Regions from separate parts of the Mus musculus genome. Here region 2 is linked to region 1. A link is a contact called in public promoter capture Hi-C data. All regions are on one chromosome and are shown on one strand. The core of a region is the stretch at or near the end of the contact, and the rest is flanking DNA. Distances in the headings are between cores, read along the strand shown. Region 1 overlaps Cdh3 (cadherin 3). Region 2 overlaps Chtf8 (CTF8, chromosome transmission fidelity factor 8).

What was found. Promoter capture Hi-C pulls out the DNA fragments that hold promoters and counts their contacts.
Region 2: a promoter capture Hi-C map of trophoblast stem cells shows a contact between it and region 1, with 4 times the contacts expected there. The contact joins two enhancer-like sites. A contact is called at or near these places in 18 of 39 promoter capture datasets (the 3T3-L1 cell line, the C10 cell line, the HPC-7 cell line and 7 more), 1 of 15 datasets of contacts at CTCF or cohesin (embryonic stem cells), 18 of 484 Hi-C or Micro-C datasets (CD4 T cells, CD8 T cells, the HL-1 cell line and 8 more), 4 of 115 datasets of contacts at active chromatin or transcription factors (the 230-238 cell line, acute myeloid leukemia, embryonic stem cells and 1 more) and 1 of 9 other capture datasets (embryonic stem cells).

What each region holds. Positions count from the first base shown.
Region 1 is chr8:106,535,809-106,540,856 of GRCm38.p6, reverse strand. Cdh3 (cadherin 3) reads right to left here. Exons shown (of 16, transcript NM_001037809.5): 4 at 4,171-4,296; 5 at 3,886-4,041; 6 at 3,639-3,783; 7 at 1,688-1,863; 8 at 934-1,062. Among named protein-coding and RNA genes, the nearest start is that of Cdh3, 27 kb to the right of the region's middle. Within about 2 kb of position 1,581, at least 9 of the 459 cell types and tissues checked have an H3K27ac peak or open chromatin away from gene starts, as enhancers often do. A contact at or near this core is called in trophoblast stem cells, where this site is marked.
Region 2 is chr8:106,885,244-106,890,457 of GRCm38.p6, reverse strand. It overlaps Chtf8 (CTF8, chromosome transmission fidelity factor 8), which reads left to right. Exons shown (of 4, transcript NM_145412.4): 2 at 3,102-3,157; 3 at 3,421-3,538; 4 at 3,932-5,214. The coding sequence starts at 3,135. The coding sequence ends at 4,156. It overlaps Derpc (DERPC proline and glycine rich nuclear protein), which reads left to right. Exons shown (of 3, transcript NM_001378379.1): 2 at 3,102-3,157; 3 at 3,932-5,214. The coding sequence starts at 4,153. Among named protein-coding and RNA genes, the nearest start is that of Chtf8, 5.7 kb to the left of the region's middle. Within about 2 kb of position 1,422, at least 20 of the 459 cell types and tissues checked have an H3K27ac peak or open chromatin away from gene starts, as enhancers often do. A contact at or near this core is called in trophoblast stem cells, where this site is marked.

The DNA.
Region 1 (5,048 bases), core at 332-2,831:
GTTTTTTTTTAAAAGATAGTCTCATGTAGCCCAGGTTGGACCTGAATTTGACATGGAGTGGAAGAGGACCCTGAATTCCTGATGCTCCTGTCATTATTCCCCCCGCCCCCAACATTGTAATTACAGCATGCGAGAGGACGCCTTCAGGTAATTACAGTTCCTCAGAAGCTGTCCACCGCATTTCCTGACACAAGCCAGGGAGCCCCAGGAACCCCACTTCCACCTCCCCAACAATGGAGATGAGTGGGGGCCACCACAGGTGGCTTTTTACCCAGGTACCAGGCTTGCATAGTCAACACTTCACAATCAGGGCAGTGTCCCTAGGGCTAATTTTTAAGGAGGCCTAGGTAACAGTCCAAAGCTAGGTCTGCAAACACATGCAGGGGTGCCGGGTCACCTTAACTGATTTGAAACTTTTTTTTCTTTTTAATTATTATACTGCATGTACAAATGGGGCAGGGGGTAGGGGTGGGTGTGGGTGCCGTGGTAAATTTGTAAAAGTCCAAGGGCAAGGTCAGCTCTCTCCTTCTGCCAAGTGAGCCCTGGGGCTCAAACTCAGGCCATCTGGGTTCTTGCCCCTCTCCAGTCCTGGCATTGAGCTTCCTGTCCCAGGAGCTATGTAAGTACTTATGGGCAGGACAGATATGAGGTAAATATGTTTCCACACCAAGCCCCGTATCACCTGAAGACTGGAAAGAACTGTCCACAGATCATTTCTCCAAAATGTCCCAACAGTGGATCCAGTATTTATCATTATCTCCATTTCAGAGATTAAGAAACTGGGCACAGAGAGGCTAGGCAGTTTACTTAAGGCTACACAGTCAGCAAGCGACAGGTCTGGGACTCGGTTGGTGGTAGCATGGGTCGGTTTCTGAGAAGCAGCCAACCTCAGTCCTTCATGTGATGTCGCACGCAGGAAAGAAGGGGCGTTACCTTCTGCGGCTCAAACTCCGGAGCGTTATCGTTGGCATCAAGGATTTGCACAACGGCCTCTGCCGTCGTGGTAGAGCCCTCTCCATCCATGTCTGTGGCCTGGACGGTCAGTCTGTACTCAGGGACTTTCTAGGGGAGAAAGGAGCAAAGAGCTCACAGTTAGTCCGATGCGAGAGGCCGGCCACCTGGGTAACGAGAAACTGCCTTGGGGTACAGAGGTGGGAGCAGCAGCCCCTCCCCACTTTCGCTGTTTCTCAATTCCCTGGCTCACCCCTTACCCACTTCCAGGGAAGGTACAATTATATATGACTGGGGGAGGGAGGGGCAGTAGATAGCCCAATAGCTCTCCTGGGCTATCCTGGGGAAACCCAGGCACTACTCAACCTTCAGCTGCTCCACACAGGAACTTGATATTAATTAGGAAACAGAAGGTAATTCCAATATCCACGGAGCTAGTTCTACTTTGTGGCCCACAGGGGACAAATCCAGGCGACATGCAAACTAAATGAGCCGTTCGGACAGGAAATGAGAAAAGCTCAAAAGCCCACATTTTACAGCTGCCTCCTCACCCCCAGGGGATCTAGCCAGCAGGCCACTAGCCCAAAGGATGTGGAATAGCAGAGGTAAACGCAGCAGCAGCCAAGCCAATCCAGGTGATCCTGGTCTCCACTGCCCTGCCTTGACCTTGGGGCAGGCACAGGTTTCCACTCTGAGTCAGGCCTCTGAGGGTAGTACCTTCCCGAAGGCTACTCACCTCTCGGTCCAGGCCACTGGATATGACGCTAATGGTTCCCGTGCTTTTATGGATGGTGAACATGAGGTCGTGTGGCTCCTTCGGCTCTTGGCTATGGATGGAGTAAGCCACCACCCCATTGTAAGTGTTGACAGCATCGTCCTCATCTGTGGCTGTCACCTGCATCACAGAAGTGCCTGCCGGGGTTGGGGGGTTGGGGGGGGGGAGGGAACACTGAGCACCTTTCCCTCTCAGCCCAGAGGCAGCCTTGCCGGCTCTGGATCCCTGTGAATTTCTGCCCGGCACCCCTGCTGGGTGGCAGCCTGTTTCCTGGAACTTGCCATCCTGTCTTTTTTTGCAGGGAACTGGATGCTCAGGTTAGGCCGCTCACAGACCCTGGGGACAAACACTATCTCCCATTCTTCCAGCAGTGGGGTGACCATGGCAATGACTTCTGATAATGGGATACATACATGTTTGGAGGAAGTTAATTTAAAAAAAAAAGAATGTACTTGTAGCTGGTGACTCAAGCCTGTAATCCCAATTTCGGGAGGCTGAAGCAGGAGGGCTGTGTGTAAGCTCAAGCCTGGCCTTGATTATGGAGTAGGGAGAGTCTGTCTTAAACAAATAGTAACGAAGTTGTTGTTCACACGCGCTCGTGCGCGCACACACACAGACTAAATGTAATGGCTCTAGCAGCCACGAGAGCTAACTGTGGAAACAGAGGCCAAAACAGAATAACAAGACAGGAATCCCTTGCCCTTTAACTGAAGCCCCACTGGCACCTGGATCAACTGCTTCTAAGCTTTCTGAGTATAACCAAAGGAAAAAACCAAGTTTTCATCTTGTTTGGACTGTTTAAGCTAGCCTGGTCTACATAGTAAGTTCCAGACCAACCAAGGCTACACAGCTACATAGTTACACTATGTTTCAAATGAACAAACTCACCACACAACAAAATAGAAGACTTAAAAGCTGGGCAGGTGGTGCACACTTGTCTTCTCAGCCACGGGAGGTGGGGGGCATGTGATTTTCTGTGAGTTCAAGGCTAGCCTGATCTACATGGTGTGTTCCAGACTAGCCAGAGCTATACAGTAAGACCAACAGTGTTGGTGCAGGCTTGGACTCAGGAGGTTAAGGCAGGAGGATCACAACTTTGAGGCTAGCCTGGGCTATAGGGGGAGATCTTGTCACCAAAAAAAATCAAAAAAATAAAAATCAATGTTTTAGTAGTGGGAATTTCTGTTATTGGCAATCTCTGGTCAACTCATTTCTGAAAAGCCAAGTGGTGGGCAGTCCAGAGCACTCCAAACAGGAAGAGAGCCCCTTCTGTCTCCCGGAACCTGCTGCCGAGCAGAATCTATTCCCCTCTCGTCATCTCTGCCCTAGGGATGGCAACCTACTTCGGTTTCTGCAAATCACACTCTAATCACCCCAAGTTCCTGGCTGCAGAACTTCCGGCTGGGTGCTCCACAGTATGCAGTACACACACGATGCATGGGCAAGCTTGTGCTCTCTCTCTGTCTCTCTGTCTGTCTCTGACTCTGTCTCTCTTTCTTTGCTGGTGCCCAGGGCCTGTCATACACGCAGCATGTGTTCTACCCCTGAGCCACACCGTCAGTGGCATGTGCTATTTCTAATCCCTGTAGTATTTTAAGGTTGATACTCCTCCCATTTAGATTGAAGCCCAGAGGTCATGCCTATGGTCACAGGCAGTAAAGAGACAAAGTTCAGACTCAAGCCTGAGTTTCTGCAGCTCCTAAGGCTGGCTGAGCTCAGAGCAGAAGGTTTCAAATGTAAATGCCAGAACCTGCTGCAGGGAAGGCTTGACCAGGACTCATGGGGCACACAGGGAATAGGATGAGCAGATCGGCCACACAGCCATGAAGGTCTGGGCTGATTTACAGAAGCTGACCCCAACTCCATCTGGACTCACCCCTGGTCCAGAATAGCCCCTCCCCACCCTTCTTACCAGGCATTACTCCCTCCAGAACACTCCCTCTGAAGGTGTCTTGAGTGAACTTGGGCTTGTTGTCATTCTGGTCTGTCACAATGATGGATATGTTCATGGGCTCCTCTACAGAGGCACCATTCTCAGATACAGCGTGGCCATAAAGCTGTGGGCACAGAGGTCCGGGGTCAGCTAGTGTCCCCACCTCCCCAGACCTTGTGCCTGCCTCAGAAAAATGTGTCTACACTGGGAGCTAAAGGCTATTTACCTCGTACTTGACAATCTTCTCCCTGTCCAGTGGCATATGCAACAACAGCCAGCCCGACTCCTTCTCTATGGTGAAGACTCCTTCGGGGGGACTGTCTGCGCCAGGCCCTGTGATGCTGTAGAAAATCTTGGTGCCTCTGTCCTTATTAGATTTGAGCTGGAAACAGAGGGAAAATGACAGTTGACAGAGGGACAGGTGCCTCATCCAGTGCACCCAGCAGCAAGAAGCCTTCCTCTTAGGCCTTCGGACGATAAATCCTGCAGACCCATAAGTGCCTGGTCATACCTGATTCAGCCTCTGAGGGAAGGGACCCTTGCCATTCTCGGGGACGAATATTGGTGGCATCACCCACTCTCTCTTTCGTCTCCTTAAGATGCGGGTGGGTGGGGAGTGCATCGCATCCTTCCCTCCCTGCAAGCAAGGGTAGGAAGAATAAATTAGCTTTTCCCTGGAAGTAGAGAGGAGTCAGGTGTGGCAACACACACCCATACTACCAGTTCTCAGAAGGACCCAGAATTCAAGGTCCTCCTCCACTATGTAGCAATTTGAGGCCAGCCTAAACCACATGAGACCTCTCCTTAATCAAAAGAAAATGAAACAATTGTTTATTTAATTTTGTTTGTTTTCAAAACAGGGTTTCTCGTGTAACAGTTCTGGCTGTCCTGGACCATACTTTGTTTTTGTAGACCATATTGGTCTCGAACTCAGAGATCCACCTGCCTCTGCCTCTGCCTCCTAAATGCTGGTTGCATTAAAGATACATGCCATCACACCCAACAACTGTAATATTAACAATAAAGGAAAACAAAAAAGAATAGGAAAAAGTCCTATTTTTATTTGCATATGTACAAGGAATAATTTGTCTTTGTGTGTGTCTTCTCAGGAGGAATGGGCAGGCTATGATCAGATGGAGACAGAGATTGCTACGTGGTTTTAAATATTTTTAAGTCTTGAACATTCAAATATTCAAAAAATTAAGACACCAAAAAAAAAAAAAATTAAGACACCAGGAAGTTGGTTGTAATGGTGTACGCCTTTGATCCCAGCATTCAGGAGGCAGAGGCAGGCAGATCTCTGTGAGTTTGAGGCCACCCTGGTTTATATAGTAAATTCTACCATAGCCAGAGATACATAGAGAAAGAGAAAAAAAAGACATCAGGAAG
Region 2 (5,214 bases), core at 173-2,672, 350 kb before region 1:
AAATTTTTTTTCTACTTGGAAACATGTTCTCAGATTGTAGGTGTTCTGCTTGTACGAGGCTTCACCTCTTTTTAAGTTTCCCTCACACCCACCTTTGTTGTTGGAGACAGGGTCTTCCTGAGTTGTCCTGCCTCAGCCTGAAGGGCAGGGATTACAGATGCATAGCACCACACCTGGCTTTTGAGACCCTTTGAATAAAATGTATGCTAATTGGGACACGTGGTCATACTCCTGTTACCTCTGTCGGTTGTGCTCTCAAATCAATATGTAAGCTAGCCCCATGGACAGTTTTCTGGTGACCTCAAGGAGCAAGAACAGGAGTAATAGATGCTACAGGAAATCTCAAGCCCTGAGATACACACACACACACACACACACACACACACACACACACACACACAGAGAGATCACATAGGTATAATCATATGGATATACAGGTGTCTCTAAGCTAGACTGACACATTTCCTTTTATATCCGTGTAAGTCACCTAATTTGATTTAGCATAAAACATTTTACAGGGTTGATGGGGTACAGCAACAGAATGGCCAGGCTGTAAGCCACACAGTTACTGTTTCCAAGGCATTGCTAGGTGTTTGCCAGGATCAATAGAAATAACTCAGGCAAGGCTTCCTGCAGCTGTATATAAAGATGTATGTTTTCAGTTGAACCTGCATGGGTAGGTTTGCAAGTGCTACCCCAAATCAGAGGTCAGGTGTCTGCTTTTCTTAGTTCATTGTGAATTCTTATTCTGATAGTCTGTCCAGGAAGCAGAGAATTCACTGAGAAAATTTGGCAGCCATACTGTCTATTTCCTGTGGATAAAAAGCACAGGAAAATTGAAATTTTCAGGAAGCGTATTTTGGTATGTGTGTGTAGCATATGTGCATGTGTAGAGGTCAGTAAGTATCAGTCTTGTCTTCTGCCTGAGACACAAAGTCTTGGTTCCACTGCAACCCTTCAGGCTTTGGAGTTTTCCTTTGCCTCCTGTCTCAGAAAGCCACTGCGGTTGCAGATGCTAGTGCTGTATGTTTAGTGTCTTCATGGGCACTGGAGAGTGGAGCTCAGGTGTTCATACTCGCATGTCTGAGCCATCTTCCTGGATCCAGGACGTAGAGTATTATCTTCTTCCCCATGTTTAGAATATGATGTTCACAGATGTGAATTCTTTATTGCTTTTTTTAGGCCACTTTTTTTTTGCAGCTTACACATCATACACAGTATCAGTCAACAAAAGCTTATTTGAAAGAACTTGGTCTGTGCAGCCTTGGCCTTTTACAATCTTTATGAATTATAATCAAAGTTAGACTGTCAAATGCTGAATTGCTTACTTCCCAATCTAAAATATTAGCTATTCTCAATAGGAGTCTAAAGTCTTGCATGAGTTATATTTAGTCATCACACTAGTGAGTCATCATCTAGGTGTCAGCGACCTAGTCATTTAGTGACCTGAGCGTGATCATACAGTAGCTTTCCACCTTACAAGCTGGAACCGGAACTCAGCCTTTTGAATTTGGATTGATTCACTTTGGAGATGCTCTGGCAGCAGGACTCAGTGCTTTTGATCCAGTGTATGAGATTAAAACAGAGGGATTGGAAATTCAAAGATGGACCTGGTCTCAAAAGTTAAGTTCTGCAAAGGGTCTTATAAGCACAAAGATCTTTGCCTTTTCTCGGTAGGGCCACAGCCTCTTTGGGTACAGAGACTCACTAGCTCACAGATCTAGTGTTGGTGCCCTTGTGCTGATGTGAACAGCACTTACACATGTTCCTGGCTGCACGCTCTCCTGATTCCTCTTCATTCTTGCTGATACCTGGTTCTGTCCTTTAGGAAGGGAAAATTAAGTAGTGACTTTTAAGTAACTAGATGGGCTAGTTTCTTGTCTTTGCTCTCTATACTCTAGTTGAGTGTGTACCACATATGAATACATGATTTTTATTTGTATATGACCCAGTAGCCTCAAATGCAAAATAGGAATAAATGGTTATCATTAGAGTTGCTGTGTTGGTTGAGATACCATGTACACATGTGCATAGCATGTAGTCCATAGTAAACATTTAAAATATGTTAACTGCTGACCCAGTGTGTTTGGTGCTCTGGAAAGAGGTTCTGTCATGATATAAGCCTACTGGAGGTCCAAAGCGACAAGAACCAGTAAAGAAACCCCTCAAATGGCAGCTGCCCCTTGTCGACCTAGCTCTCTAGAAGCTGAGGTTAAGAATATGCTATACCAAGCCCCAGGCCAGAAAAAAAATCCTGATTAATATTTTTTCTGCGTTTTGAGTACAATTATAAAATCTGTTGGCTTTTTGTACCATGACTGGTAACACTATATATTGTCTCATTCAAGAGACAACCAAACACTGTAGCTTTGATTCCCCAATTCAATCTCTGTTAATGGCAGGTACAAGGGAAAATGAAGCCAGCTAGCAGCAGGCTTTTAGGGTGCTCCAAATTGCCACCTGGTGGCGCTGTTGTATAATGTGAAGATACAGGAACTCCCTCCCTCAGCTAAGTGAAAGGTAGTCTGTAGCTGAGTTACATTAGAAATCAGCTTACTACTAGGCACGTGGCACAATCCTTTAAACACACAACTGGGGAGGCAGATGGATCTCTATGAGTCAAGGTTAGTCTGGTCTACACAGTTTCAGGATCACCAGAGTTACATAGTGAAAGAAACCCTGTCTCAAAAAAAAAAAAAAAAATTGCCTTACCATTTGTTGTAATACACCTGAGTGGATCACCAGTCCAATGATTGTCATTAACAACTGTAATCTATATGTTCAGAAACAGCAAGAAAGCCTAACCCTTTTGACATTGCTAGAGCAATAGAGTAACATGTTTAAAAGCACTTAGAATTCTAAGTTCCTGCCACACATTGGGCTGGAAGTGTAAAACTCAGTTGGCAGAATGCTGACCTAGCATTTGTGAGACTGGCAGGAGAATCCGAAGTTAAAGGTCAGCCTCAGCCATAGGGAGTTCAAGGGTAGCGTGCACTAGAGACCTGTCTGAAAGTGGGGAAAGTGCCTATCATACAATTAAGTGATAAATATAATTATTTATAATTATTGCTATCCTAAAAGGTTTTTTTCCCCCCCTCTAGTTTTTCAGTTGCATTTTTAAAGAAGGAAGGCTCATGGTGCAAATTGTTATTTCCAGGTGAGTACATTTTAAGATTTTACTTAGCTTGAGTGTTAAGGGCTATACTGGTTTTACATTCTTCTGAAGGAATTAGGGTCCTCAGGTACATCTTCTATACATTCTTGCATTACAATCTATATTTCAGTTCTCAGTACTGCCCAGTTTCCCGAGAACTTGTATTCAACAGAGTTCCTTTGGGCTTCTAATGGTGGTGTAGGTGTAGGACACTACTCATCCTTCACCGCTCAAAAATATTGTAACCGCCAGCCCTTTACTTTCAGTACGGGGGCTGAAGGCCTGGCAGAATGGGTGCTGATGGAGCTACAGGGGGAGATCGAGGCTCGCTACAGCACCGGATTAGCTGGAAACCTCCTGGGAGACCTACATTACACCACTGAGGTGAGGGGGCTTTTCTTTCCCTGCCTTATGCCTCAGTAAAGCAAGCTCCACCAAGGTGGTGCTCCCAGGACCCAGCGTGAGGACTGTCCTCGGGTTTGTTGCTCCAGGTTAGCCAGTCTGTAGAGCTAGCTGCTTGCTGTCCCCACCTTCTGGAGTAGCAGAGGAATGGAGCCGTTGGGAATCTGCTAGAGTCCTAAAAGTAGAAATGCTGTTTACGTGGGGCTGCAAAGAATGAAAGGGCACAAGGGTGGATTGCCAATGTGGTTTTTTAACAGTGATAGAGCCAGACCAGGGGCTGGAGGTGCCAGCATTGCTGCAAGAGCAGCTTTAAAAGGCCCCTGAAAGGAACGGCCTTGCCCTCAACCTTAGGCATCTCCTTCTGTTCTGCCAAAGGGAATCCCTGTGCTGATCGTGGGCCATCATATCCTGTATGGGAAAACCATCCACCTGGAGAAACCTTTTGCAGTCCTTGTCAAACACACTCCTGGGAAGCAGGACTGTGATGAGCCCGGTCGAGGGACTGGCACCCAGTACTTGGTGACAGCACTCATCAAAAACAAGATCCTTTTCAAAACTCGCCCCAAGCCTATTATCACCAACGTCCCCAAGAAAGTATGAAAGAACCCCGGATTTTCCCTAGAGAGCGACCAACTCCTTGGACTCGTGCTCCATTGCCACCTCGAGGACGGCTGGACGGAGGGCCTGTTATGAACGCAGGCCACCCAATGGGTGTGAACTCAGATCCTTTCCTTATGGCAGCAGGTTCTCTTGGTGGAAACCTGGCTCCATTTCCAAGGAATGCAGCTCCTTTTCAGAATCCATCAGGCTCTTTGGCGTCAAACCCAGCACACTTTGCTGCTGGTGCTCGCGACCCAGGCATGACTTCTTTCCCAAGAGGGATGAATCCCACTGGCACAGGTGCAGTTTCCTTCCCAAGGCCAGGAGGCCTGTTGGGACCAGGACCAGGACCAGGTTTAAACCCTAGAACAGGGGCTCTTCCAGGCCCAGGGCCTATGTCTAACCCCAGATTAGGAGGGCTTCCTGGACCTGGTCCTATGGCCAACCCAAGGGCAGGCGGACTTCTGGGAGCAAGTCCTGACCCTAGAAGTGGTGGCCCCATGGTCCCTGGATGTGGACCCAACATGAGGGCAGGTGTTTTGTCCTCTGGGACTGGTCCTCCCAATCCTAGGCCAGTTGGCCTGGGTCCTGGACCAAGTCCAAATCTGAGATCAAGCTTTTTAGGTACAAACCCGGCCCCTAGGTCGGGTATGTTTCCAGGCCCAGGCCTGGGTCCCAACCCACGAGCATGTGGCTTAGGACCAGGTCTTGGGCCCAACCCAAGAGCTGGTGGCCTAGGCCCAGGCCCAAATCTGGACAACAGAGCAGGTGGCCTCTTAGGTACAGGATCTGGTCTTAACTTAAGAATGGCTGGACCTCAAGGCTTAGATCTTGCCCCCATCCTGAGGGCAGCAGGTCTTTTAGGGACAAATTCAGTTTCTTTTTCCCAGGCTTCTGGAAACATGGGCACAAACCCGCCCACCATGACAAGAGTACCTGGCCCCATAGGTCCAAACACAGGTCCTAGCTCTCGAGGACTTGGCCTTCCAGGGCCAAATCCCTCTCCCATGTCAAGGGCTCCTGGCCCCATGGGTCCTAATTCAGCTCATTTCTCAAGA